3 separate regions of the Sus scrofa genome follow, and regions 2 and 3 are each linked to region 1. The links are chromatin contacts, called in public promoter capture Hi-C maps. All regions are on one chromosome and are shown on one strand. The core of a region is the stretch at or near the end of the contact, and the rest is flanking DNA. Distances in the headings are between cores, read along the strand shown.

What was found. Promoter capture Hi-C pulls out the DNA fragments that hold promoters and counts their contacts.
Region 2: a promoter capture Hi-C map of fetal skeletal muscle shows a contact between it and region 1, with 5 times the contacts expected there. The contact joins the promoter of HIBADH here to the promoter of HOXA13 in region 1. A contact is called at or near these places in 3 of 5 promoter capture datasets (fetal liver, fetal skeletal muscle and liver) and 1 of 47 Hi-C or Micro-C datasets (embryonic fibroblasts).
Region 3: a promoter capture Hi-C map of fetal liver shows a contact between it and region 1, with 4 times the contacts expected there. The contact joins the promoter of TAX1BP1 here to the promoter of HOXA13 in region 1. A contact is called at or near these places in 2 of 5 promoter capture datasets (fetal liver and fetal skeletal muscle), 2 of 47 Hi-C or Micro-C datasets (embryonic fibroblasts and heart right ventricle) and 1 of 2 datasets of contacts at active chromatin or transcription factors (skeletal muscle).

The regions. Positions count from the first base shown.
Region 1 is chr18:45,371,436-45,374,876 of Sscrofa11.1, forward strand. HOXA13 (homeobox A13) reads left to right here and starts at 2,005. Exons shown (of 3, transcript NM_001195342.1): 1 at 2,005-2,085; 2 at 2,608-2,926. The coding sequence starts at 2,005.
Region 2 is chr18:44,983,654-44,987,555 of Sscrofa11.1, forward strand. It overlaps HIBADH (3-hydroxyisobutyrate dehydrogenase, mitochondrial), which reads left to right and starts at 1,757. Exons shown (of 8, transcript XM_021079217.1): 1 at 1,757-1,965. The coding sequence starts at 1,875.
Region 3 is chr18:44,908,084-44,911,578 of Sscrofa11.1, forward strand. It overlaps TAX1BP1 (tax1-binding protein 1), which reads right to left and starts at 2,182. Exons shown (of 16, transcript XM_021079294.1): 1 at 2,025-2,182.

The DNA of each region.
Region 1 (3,441 bases), core at 755-3,254:
TTTGTCATCAGGAGTTTTACAATGTCGCTTGGAGGAAGGAAGGGGGGTGAAGGGGCCGGAAAGTAACACAAAAATCGGGTCCCTACAGAGACGGGTTCTTTAGTTTGCAAATGGCCAGTCAGGAGGAGGTAAACTGGGGGCAAATCAATATTTACCCGGAGCTACTAAAAAAGCGGGAGGGAAAAGGCACACTGGGTGTGTGTATGGGGAGCGGGGGATCATAGAAGGTTTTATTGGGAAACACTTGCATTGGTCTGGGCAAACCCAGAGATGAGGGCGGATAAAAGCCGGAGCCCAGCCTTATTGGTCTGGACACTCCAGGAAGACCAGGAAACTTAAAGAGCAGACTGGGGTGGAGGGTAGGGGCTGGGGATGTTGCAGTGCCCTGGGAGTTTAGGGCTGAGTCTGCAATCTGCGACAGGAGGGCAGATTCACGCCTGGTTGCTCACCAGTCTGCCTGGGATGGAAGGGCAGTACTCTTCCCAACCTTGATGTTCCTGTGGAACGCACCCACTTTCACTTTGAATGCATGTTCCCCTTCTGGGCCTCTGACCAGCTCACAGTGACCACAATCGGAGATGGAAGTATGTGACGCCCAAGTGACAAGGACCCCCAGAGCCCCTCACCAAAACATGGTGGCTCTCCCAGCACCAACACTCCACCGCGCTCTCAGGAAAGGGTCGCATTTCCCAGGCACAGAGAAAAAGCTTCTTGGGCTAGTTCTTGGGCAGAGGAGGACCGGGCACCCTCTGCAGGCTGGAGACCGTGCTCTCCCCAGTGCTCTCTGGGGGAGGGAGGAACGCATGGCCCCAAGGAGTCCCTTTCTCCTGTCCCAAAACAGTGAAATAGAGAGTGTCCAGGGGCCTGGAGAGTCAGCTCCTGCCCAGGCTCGGTGAAGCCTCATTAAGCCCCCCAAGGGGGGATCGAGTCCCATCTCAGAACCCAGATGGGGCCTGTTTCTCTTCCAAGACAGGCCAGCCTGGCTGGAGATGTGGGAGCACTGGAAAACGAAGCGCAGCGATCGCTCTCTCCCTCTCAAAGTCTCCGAAGGAGGAAGAGTTGTCACTGGGACCCAGTGAGGAACAGTCTGTATACAAAAGTGTGAGTGCGTGACCAGGGAGTACACTTGGCTGTGTGCGTGAGTCTGTGTGGGTGTGATGGGTCGTTCTGAGCCTCCCGGCCTAAGGGCGAGTGCAGGACACTGCCCACCCACACGGTGGACAAAGAAGGGGAGGAAGCTCCTACATGCAGTCCAAGCTGTCCAGTGGAACGTCCTGGAACCCGGGAGCCAGACGCATCCGCAACCCCCCCCCCCCAACACACACACAGTTCCCCTGGAAAGAGAGCCACTTCGCGACGCCGTAGAAGCCGAAAGCGCAAGTGCCCGTGCTGGCGTCTCGCTGCAGAAAGAGGCGCGGATACCTGGAAAGAAAACAGCGCCCGAGGCCCCAGGAAGCACCCAGCCTGGTCTCCGCGTCGCGTCTTTACCATCTTTACCATTCCCATGCGTCTGCAGCTTTACCTAACCTGTCGTTGCCATCGCCTCAGGTCGCAAGCCCCACAGCTCGCCCGTCCCCTCCCGCCTTACGCTGCTCTGGGCCCCGCAGGGACCGGGAAGAGAAGGGGAGCCGCGGGGAAGTCGCCCTTCCCTCCCCGCCCCGCCCTCACGGTCCTCCGCCCCCACCCGCCCGCATCCCCCGCCTCTCCCCTGGGTGAATGGTGCGCTGCCGCGCGGCGGGCGCTGGCGCTGGGGAAGGCGCGGGCGGCGGCGGCGGCGGGGACGGCGGGTGCGCAGAGCCGAGCCGGGGTTGGAGCCGCCCGCTTTGCATACGCCGTGGGCGGAGCGGGGTGGGGGGGCCGGGCCAATGGGCGGCCGCCTGGCGCGACCCTGCGGGGCGCGATCCGCCCCCCTCGCTCGGGCCCCGGCCCCGCTCCGCGCGCTCTTCACTTCTTGGGGGCTTTTTAAAACAGCGCCACTGGGGTCTTCTCCATGCGGCTCGTGCTATGACAGCCTCCGTGCTCCTCCACCCCCGCTGGATCGAGCCCACCGTCATGTTTCTCTACGACAACGGCGGCGGCCTGGTGGCCGACGAGCTCAACAAGAACATGGAAGGGGCGGCGGCGGCGGCGGCCGCGGCGGCCGCGGCGGCGGCGGCCGGGGCCGGGGGCGGGGGCTTCCCCCACCCGGCGGCGGCGGCCGCGGGGGGCAACTTCTCCGTGGCGGCGGCGGCCGCGGCAGCCGCGGCGGCCGCGGCCAACCAGTGCCGCAACCTGATGGCTCACCCGGCGCCCCTGGCACCCGGCGCCGCGGCCGCCTACAGCAGCGCGCCGGGGGAGGCGCCCCCGTCGGCCGCCGCCGCCGCTGCCGCCGCCGCCGCCGCTGCAGCGGCGGCGGCGGCGGCGTCGTCCTCGGGAGGGCCGGGCCCGGCGGGCCCAGCGGGCGCCGAGGCCGCCAAGCAGTGCAGTCCCTGCTCCGCGGCGGCGCAGAGCTCGTCGGGGCCCGCAGCGCTGCCCTACGGCTATTTCGGCAGCGGCTACTACCCTTGCGCCCGCATGGGCCCGCACCCCAACGCCATCAAGTCGTGCGCGCAGCCCGCCTCGGCCGCCGCCGCCGCCGCCTTCGCGGACAAGTACATGGACACCGCCGGCCCCGCGGCCGAGGAGTTCAGCTCCCGCGCAAAGGAGTTCGCCTTCTACCACCAGGGCTACGCACCCGGGCCTTACCACCACCATCAACCCGTGCCTGGCTACCTGGATATGCCGGTGGTGCCGGGCCTCGGGGGCCCTGGCGAGTCGCGCCACGAGCCCCTGGGTCTTCCCATGGAAAGCTACCAGCCCTGGGCGCTGCCCAACGGCTGGAACGGCCAAATGTACTGCCCCAAAGAGCAGGCGCAGCCTCCCCACCTCTGGAAGTCCACTCTGCCCGGTAAATGGCACCCCCTTCTCAGCCCGGTCCTCTGGTTCTGCTCCAGCTTCTCCTCTGCTCGTTCCTGGGTCCCCCTCGGGTCCCTCCGCGCTCTCCCTGGCCTGCCCTAGTGGTGCTGCACCCCCGGGCGCCCACCCCGGCTGACTGGCGCTGCCCGCACTGCCCTTGAGTTGGGCGGGCTCCTGGCTCTTCCCGGGTGAGGGATGGCTGGGAAGAAGCTTGTGGGGACCCTGGCTGGCTTCCTTCTTCCTCTGCGCCCCGCCCTCCCCAGCGCTTGACATCGACTTAAGGTTGGGAAACTGACCTGGAAATGGTTTACCAAATTGCCCATATTCGTTTTCTCAAAAAGGCCTTAAGTATGGAAGCATCAAGTGTTGGGGCTTTGGGGCTACAGAGAGGACCCAGGCATGGAAGTATTGTCCCCTGAGCCTGGTGTTAATGTTTGGGCCCCTGGGCTGGGCGATCTAGCGAATCCCGCTGTGCGGGCAGAGTGACCTGATCTGGGGAGGTCATTG
Region 2 (3,902 bases), core at 507-3,006, 390 kb before region 1:
AGAGAGTCCTTTAAACAACCCAGAGAAACAAAAACAGTAGCTCACAATAAAAATGACAAAAACCATCTGATTGGATATAAACCCTCAAGAGGGTTGGGATATAAACTTTAGGAGCTGGGAGAGCGATTGATAGGTGGGCCTGTTTTGTAAATAGCTCTGCTATGTAGGTTGACATAGTTAGAGGCATTTCAACAGTTAATTATAGAAACCTGTAGGGCTACATTTATTGGTTGCAGGAGGTCTATTCTAGCTAAACCCTAAATAAACCAGGAAGAGAGGATCAGGTAGGAAATGCTCCAGGAACCAATAAATAGATTTGGGCAGAGACCCAAATCTAGGAGACTGTCCCAATAGTTGAAATAATCTTGATGTGAAGTAGGCAGTTGGGGTGGAGAGAAAACCAAAGAAGAGAATTGTTTCTCTACCTTGCCCGCTGTACCAGTTTCTGGAAACATTGCTAGCATGCCGTGAACCCTTAGAGAACCTGCTTGGAAATTATCCAATTTCTTTAGGTAATTTCAACATCAGTGACTGAGCAGAGGTTAAAAAAAAAAAAAAAAAAAAAGGACAAAGTCATATGACTGTTCATTTTGCTACTTAGATTAAAAGGTTGGGTAAGAACAGCCTAGGCAAATGGATAAATAAAATAAATTTCAAGGAGTGGTTCCTATTGCCCTATCCACTCCTCATTCTCTTTCCTCCTTTTTATAAAAATGGCAAATCTTTTTCTGGTGTGCCCATGGCTCCTAACCCTTTCATGGGGTCAGTGAGGATTGGAAGCCCTGCGATTATCCGTTTCAGAGATTCAAATACGTACAGCACGAGCTAACTGGAGGCCTAGGGGTTAAGAACCTGGTGTTGTCACTGCTGTGGCCATGGTTGGTTTGATCCCTGGCCTGGGAAATTCTGCATGCCACAAACAGCCATAAATAAATGAAAAGAAAAAAACAAACATGCACACCAAGCACCGACAGAAGAATGCACAAATCCTTCTCTCTGACACACCTACAACCACACTACTTTTTGCATTTTCATTTACCCTTAGTTTTTGCTTATGAAATGGATGCATAATTTTCAAACAGTACAGAAATATATATTGGAATAGAGAGTGCAAGTTGCTAGTAATTCTGTCCTTCAAAGCGAAGAATGTTGTTTCCCTACCATTTTTCAAATTTAGGAATAAACTGCTGGGCTAAATAATATCAAACAAGTTTGAAACAGTTAGGTTTCTGTGGCTGTTTCTCAATGAACAGACACTAAAAACACAAATGCTAACATTAGGAGACCCACGGATTTTTGAGGTTAAAAATGGATCCCTGCACTTGGGAAGACTGGGAATTTCTGCTTTTGCTTAAATTTTGCAGCGAAGGGCCGAGTCAAAGTTAGGTCCTTGTCCGCAAGGAAGCAACTCGGGCAGTTACAACACTCCGAGGGGGCGGTTCTGGGAGGTCAGGTGCTGTGAGGAGGGGGCGGCAGTGAGTGACAGCCACCGCCTCCCACACACCCTCTGCACTTTAGTAAACAAGCAGACCTCAGCCGGCGGTCTGCAAATGAGGGAAGAGTATGGGGGCGGGGCCAGGGCTCAGGCGCTGAGCGTCCCAGAAAGTCTCCTATTGGTGTTTCTCAAAGGGCGGAGAACCTGGGAGTTCCGATTGGTCCACTTTCCCGGATTGACGGCCTAGGTACTGCGCGGGCCGCGCCTCTCGAGGTCGCGCTCCTCCCCTTGTGGGTAGGGGCCCGCCCCAAGCGGCAGAGCGCGTGCGCGTGCGGCCACACGCCGCAGCTGAGCCCGCCCGCCGCACCACGCACCCTAGCAGTCAGTGGGTGAGCCGGGAGCCGAGGAGGTCACCGTGGGGAGGCGGGGCGGGGGCAGCATGGCAGCCTCCTTACGGCTCCGTGGAGCCGCCTCTGGCCTCCTGTACTGGAGCCGCCGGCAGCGGCCGGCAGCGGCCAGCCTTGTAGCGGGTAAGGACCTCGTGTCACCTTCCCCCGACCCTCCTCCGGCCGCCGGCTTCCCGCGCCCGGACGGCCAAAGAGGTCTTTTCACCAGAGGCGCTGCGGTTGGGTTGGGGCTTAAAACTCAACATTTTTGCTGGTGCTAAGGCCTGGCCTCTTCTGCGTTTGAGGCTCGCAGCGCTACTGCTTCTCCCCTGCCCTCCCCACCCCGGATCCACTTGTATGGGGCTCAGCGTACTTTCGGGACTTAGGAAGGGATGGAGAGAGCTTGGGGTAAAGAGTATTTGGGTCCGACTCATGCTTCTTTGGATTTAAGACTTTGAGGACAATCCGAAGGCCCAGCCCCAGGGGAGACCCTGCAATCACCCGAGTGACCCCTGGCCTTGCGGCGCAGGTTGGCTTTTGAGCGCCCCCGGGGCACTCTCCACCCTAGGTGGGCGCGCCCTCCGGCCACAGGACTTGATTTTTGTTTAAATGCCTTAATCATTACAGGTGTTTTTACTCCTGTGGACTCTATAAAACCCGGGTGATCAGTCTTTGCAGCACAGTTTTAAGTCACCGTTGGCTGGCAAGGCGAGCTTTCCCCTACTTCCCTTGTGTAACTGCTACCTGAAGATGGCACTTCTGTCAAATAATTAACCGGAGTATTTTCAACGTCCTCAAAATTGTGACCTGAACCTATCCTGTTTCCCTTCTCTCCCCCACCCCCCATACCCCTAGAAGTTACGGAGGCTAACCATCAGTTTAGGAAGAAGCAGTTTTTAGATCTACAGAGATCTAATAATCTTGCATTTCTCAGATGAGAGAACCCGAAGCCCCTTGGATAAGCGAATTAGGATAGTACAGCAGGACCGATTCCTGCACTTTATACCACAGCTGGATTCCTCTTTAATTGAAAAATCGGTTGATTTGTGGGGATACCGCTCTTGTCTGCCTGTACAAGTTTTATTGTTTTAACAATGCACTGTTTAGCGTGCTCATATTTGGGATTTTGGGGAAAGATCTGGTATTAATTTTTTCCGATATTTGCTTTAAAAATGTAGCAGACTGGGAGTTGCGTTCCTAACAGCTTCTCTTCCTCCTCCTTGCTAAAAACCTAAGCAGAAGAGTGAATTTCCTTTTTTGCCTTGAAAAGGGAAAACTCCATGTGATGAGAAAGAACAGATGTCTGATACAGAATCATAGGAATAAGATACAAACTCAAAGAATTTGCCCAACTTGACTGTAACCACTGTTTGAGCTACAAGTATTGAAGTACAAAAAAGTCCTTCCAAATTGGAGTTACCAGTTTTCACATGACTGAACAATTCTTTCAGTTGTGTTTAGTCAAGGAAGATATGTGTGCTGTTTAGTGGTTTTTCACGATGTTCTAACAATGTTTTAATGACCCTCGAAGAACCTTTTCATGTTATAGAAGTTCTTATAATTCATATGGAAGTCTGAGGCTTGTGACTGTAATAATTGCTTCTGTAGATTGGAAAGGCCTACCTGGAAATGCTGGTAGACTACTTTGGCATATGATTTTGTTCTTTGACCTGAAGATGTTGACATTTTAATAGGTTTATGACAAATTTTGAATAGTTTTTTTGTGTGTCTGTGTGATGATTGTCTAAAACGCTTCAGTAGTTGTTTTTACCCTGTGGAATTATTTTAAACATTTTTGTTAGTTTACTACAAAAGTGTTTGTTGGATTCTTAAAAAAATTTTCATGTCGTTTTGGTTGGAGTCTAAGAACCATGTCAAATCGTAACAAGGTTTAGCATTCTAAATTCTGTGGGATGTTTGTCTTCATAATGTGTTTAAGTTGATATACCATATGGAAGGTAATATAAAGATGCATACAGTTATTTACAGCTTGAAAAAAAATGAGACCTAAAAGTTGCTGGTTAATAGCATATCTTGAAGCATCAAAAAGGAAATAGAAAAATGAGAAATTTAAACAAGAC
Region 3 (3,495 bases), core at 932-3,431, 460 kb before region 1:
GGAGTTTGTATGGGGCAAAATAAACTTTAAAAAGCCAAGAGTGATACTGAGTAGTATCCAAATTCCAAAAGGATGCAATTCAATAAACATCACATGTAAGATAATTCCTCCAAAGCAGTAAAAAAGGAGCATGGTTGCAATCTTTCATAAATATATATCATTAAAAAGGGTGAAACTACACAACCTAGAATAGATTTACAAGGATATCCTGCTGAATAGCATTGAGAACTATGTCTAGATACTCATGTTGCAACAGAAGAAAGAGTGGGGGAAAAACTGTAATTGCAATGTATACATGTAAGGATAACCTGACCCCTTTGCTGTACAGTGGGGAAAAAAAAAAAAATTAAAAAAAAAAAAAGGGTGAAACTTAGAATTCCAAAATATCTGTTATTTTGTTAAGGAAAAGGCATTTACAGTTTAATTCTACACAAACGGCTGCAGCCATTATTGTCAACAGGAGTGTGCAATTTAAAAATGTGATGACTAAAAAATAAAAATAGGATATTCTTTGACGTTACAAAAAAAAAAACCCCAAAGCTAGTAAGTTATTTCTAATGTATCCTTTTATTTATTTATTTATTTATTTATTTTGGTCTTTTTAGGGCCGCACCAGCGACATATGGAGATTGCCAGACTAGCAGTCCAATCCGAGCTGTAGCTGCTGGCCTACACCACAGTCACAGCAAGGTCAGATCCGAGCCGCGTCTGCAACCTACACCACAGCTCACAGCAACGCTGATCCTTAACCCACTGAGAGAGGCCAGGGATCGAACCCGCACCCTCACGGTTCCTACTTGGATTCGCCAACCACTAAACCATGACGGTAACTCCTAAGTGGATCCTTGATAAGCACGAAAAGAAAGACTGGCCTCAGCCCTCTTCTATGCGGGAAATAGCACTTTAAGGTTAATTAGCTCACTTCTTGGATTAACATGTTACTCAAATGATCTCTCTAAATGCTTTTGGAGTTGAGCTCCAAAATTACAATTAGCAATTGTTCCTGCATCTTGTAAATATTCCACAATTAGCGGAATGCAGAGTTGAAAAGTTACGATTTTCCCAAGCCTGACTTTTAACAGCAATTCCTAACTACTTTCCGAAACTTAAAAACCTAGCGTACGTAGAAAGTCAAACGTCACAGCGTTCCCAAATTATCAATCAGGTAATAAATGTTTATCAGAACATGCACGCACATACTAATCTCTTAATAAAGATTCCCCGAAACGACGAACGCCTGCCGGGACTTGTACACAACCTGCGGAGCTCCGGGGTGCCGGAGGGAGGGAGAGTTGTGAAATCAGGAAAAGTTGCCTAAGCAAAGACAAACGTGGCTCTCCTCCCAAGATTTTAAAACATCCCTTCGAGAACTCGGCGTAGAGCCACTTATAAACAAAAGAAAAGTGTTTGCTAATTCAGCGGCCCAGGTGAAGTCGGTGATCCAACCAAAACAGCTAACCCAGCCCGCGGCCCCGAGACGTAGGCGGCGCACCGAGTCCCCGCCTCCTAATCTGCCGGCGACTCAAACCAAAACACTTGGGTTTCACCCTTCACGGGCAAGCCCGAGCGTCCCACCCGAGGCGACCTAGATGTTTTCCCAAGTTTATCTACGTCGACAGCACACACGCTGCCCTCAAAACACTCACCCCGCAGCTGAGCCTCGGGCGAGGCAGGGTCCTCTCCGGGGGGCCCACCGCGTCACTCGCCCCCAGCCAAAGGGTCCACGCCCCACACAGGTCCCCCAAATTGCGAAGGCCTAGCCCAGGGCCTCCCCGCCTTGTGAGGCGGCCACCGGTCGCTTTTTCCAACTCCACTGCTAACCGAAGTGGCCCACACCCCCGTCACAATCGCAGCCCGGGAAGGAAGGCACTGTCACTAGGCAGCTTCGTCACCAGGGCGACCATTCCCGAGATCAGCCAGGCCCCTAGTCTCTACTGAGGGGGGGAGTCTCTCGAACCCCCAAAGAGCTCCAGCGGGGGTCCGCCCCGCGCCAGGCGGTGGGGCAGGCAGGGGAAAGAGCTTACCGAGTGGGCAGCTCCTGGGCAGATAAGGGTGTTAAAAAGACTTCTGAGCCTGAGCCGCCATCAGCCCCGATCCTCTTCCGCCACCAAAGCCTCCTTCTACCGACCGGCTACACCTCCTCCCCGGGCCTAAAGCCGGAGCACGTCACTTCCGCCCAGGGACACGCCCCTTCCGCCGCCGCCGCCGCAGCCACGCGAGGTCAGCTGGAACACCAACCAGGTTGTTCTGGACGTTAAATCACCTTGGCAGTTAGTTGCCTGTGGCCGGGCCACGGGCAATTCCTTACCGGCTTTCACCGTCGGTTCGGCTGTTACTCCTCTTCCGCCCTGCCGGTTTTGCTCAGAGACCTGGCCGTAAACAAACAGGGTCCTTTGGGCTTTTTAATTATTACTTTGACCGGAAATTCAAGGAATTTACCAGTTAAGTGGAAAGGATAGTGTTTAAACTGGCACCAGGTCATTGTCTGGATCTTTAAAAATCTGTCCAAGCGAATCTCTTTTGTGGATCAGAAAGTGAAGAACCAAAGAAGCGAAAGAGCAACCGCGTGGCTGGGGCTGCAATCCATCACTCTCTTCAAACTCCTGGCCCAGCCCAGTGCTTGCTTAACAATGAGATTTTATTCCTTGTGAAACCTCGGTTTCCCTTAGGAGTTTGCAATTCCAGTGCTTTATGATTCTATTTCCTCTTGCTCGTTCTACCCGCATTTCTTCGAGTTAACTGCTTTTGTTATCCGTTATTTTGCGTGCATGAATTTATTTAGTCCTGTATCCTTTATTCAGTTATAATTTCTAAAGTCATTTGTTATGACTTCCTAGAGTAGGGGTTCAGTTTAAATCATAACTCCGCGGGGGCAAGTGTGGTCTCTTACAATCATGTACTTGTGTTGCCGTCAAACCCTGATAAAATTTGCAACATCACAGGTGAAGAAAGGATAATAAATTAGATCAGGTCAAATGTTGAAGCATCTTCTAAATTCAAAACGTACAAAAATCTTCTTCAATATACTTTACTTCCAACATATTTAATATTACAATGCCTTTGATAATAAGGGTTCTCAATATCTGCTAACTGATTTGTTTCCTATATATTGAAATATTTGAATTTGGTATTGTTCTGTTTATCATACTTGATAGATTTCAGAAGAACCTTTATAGAACATTTAGTACCAATTTCCTTAGATTACAGATAGTGTGATAATATCAGTAATCACCTGGCTTTACTGGTAGCAACCTTCCAGTGGTTGTCTGTGTCTCTTAAGCAATGTAAATACGGCAGTGAACCCTTATAAGCAGAATTTTTCAGAAGTGCTACTCTTCCCAGCAACTACAGCCAACTAATCTATGACAATGGAGGCAAGAATATACAATGGAGAAAAGACAGCCTGTTCAATAAGTGGTGCTGGGAAAACTGGACAGCCACGTGGAAAAGAATGAAATTAGAGCACTCCCTAACATCATACACAAAAAGAAACTC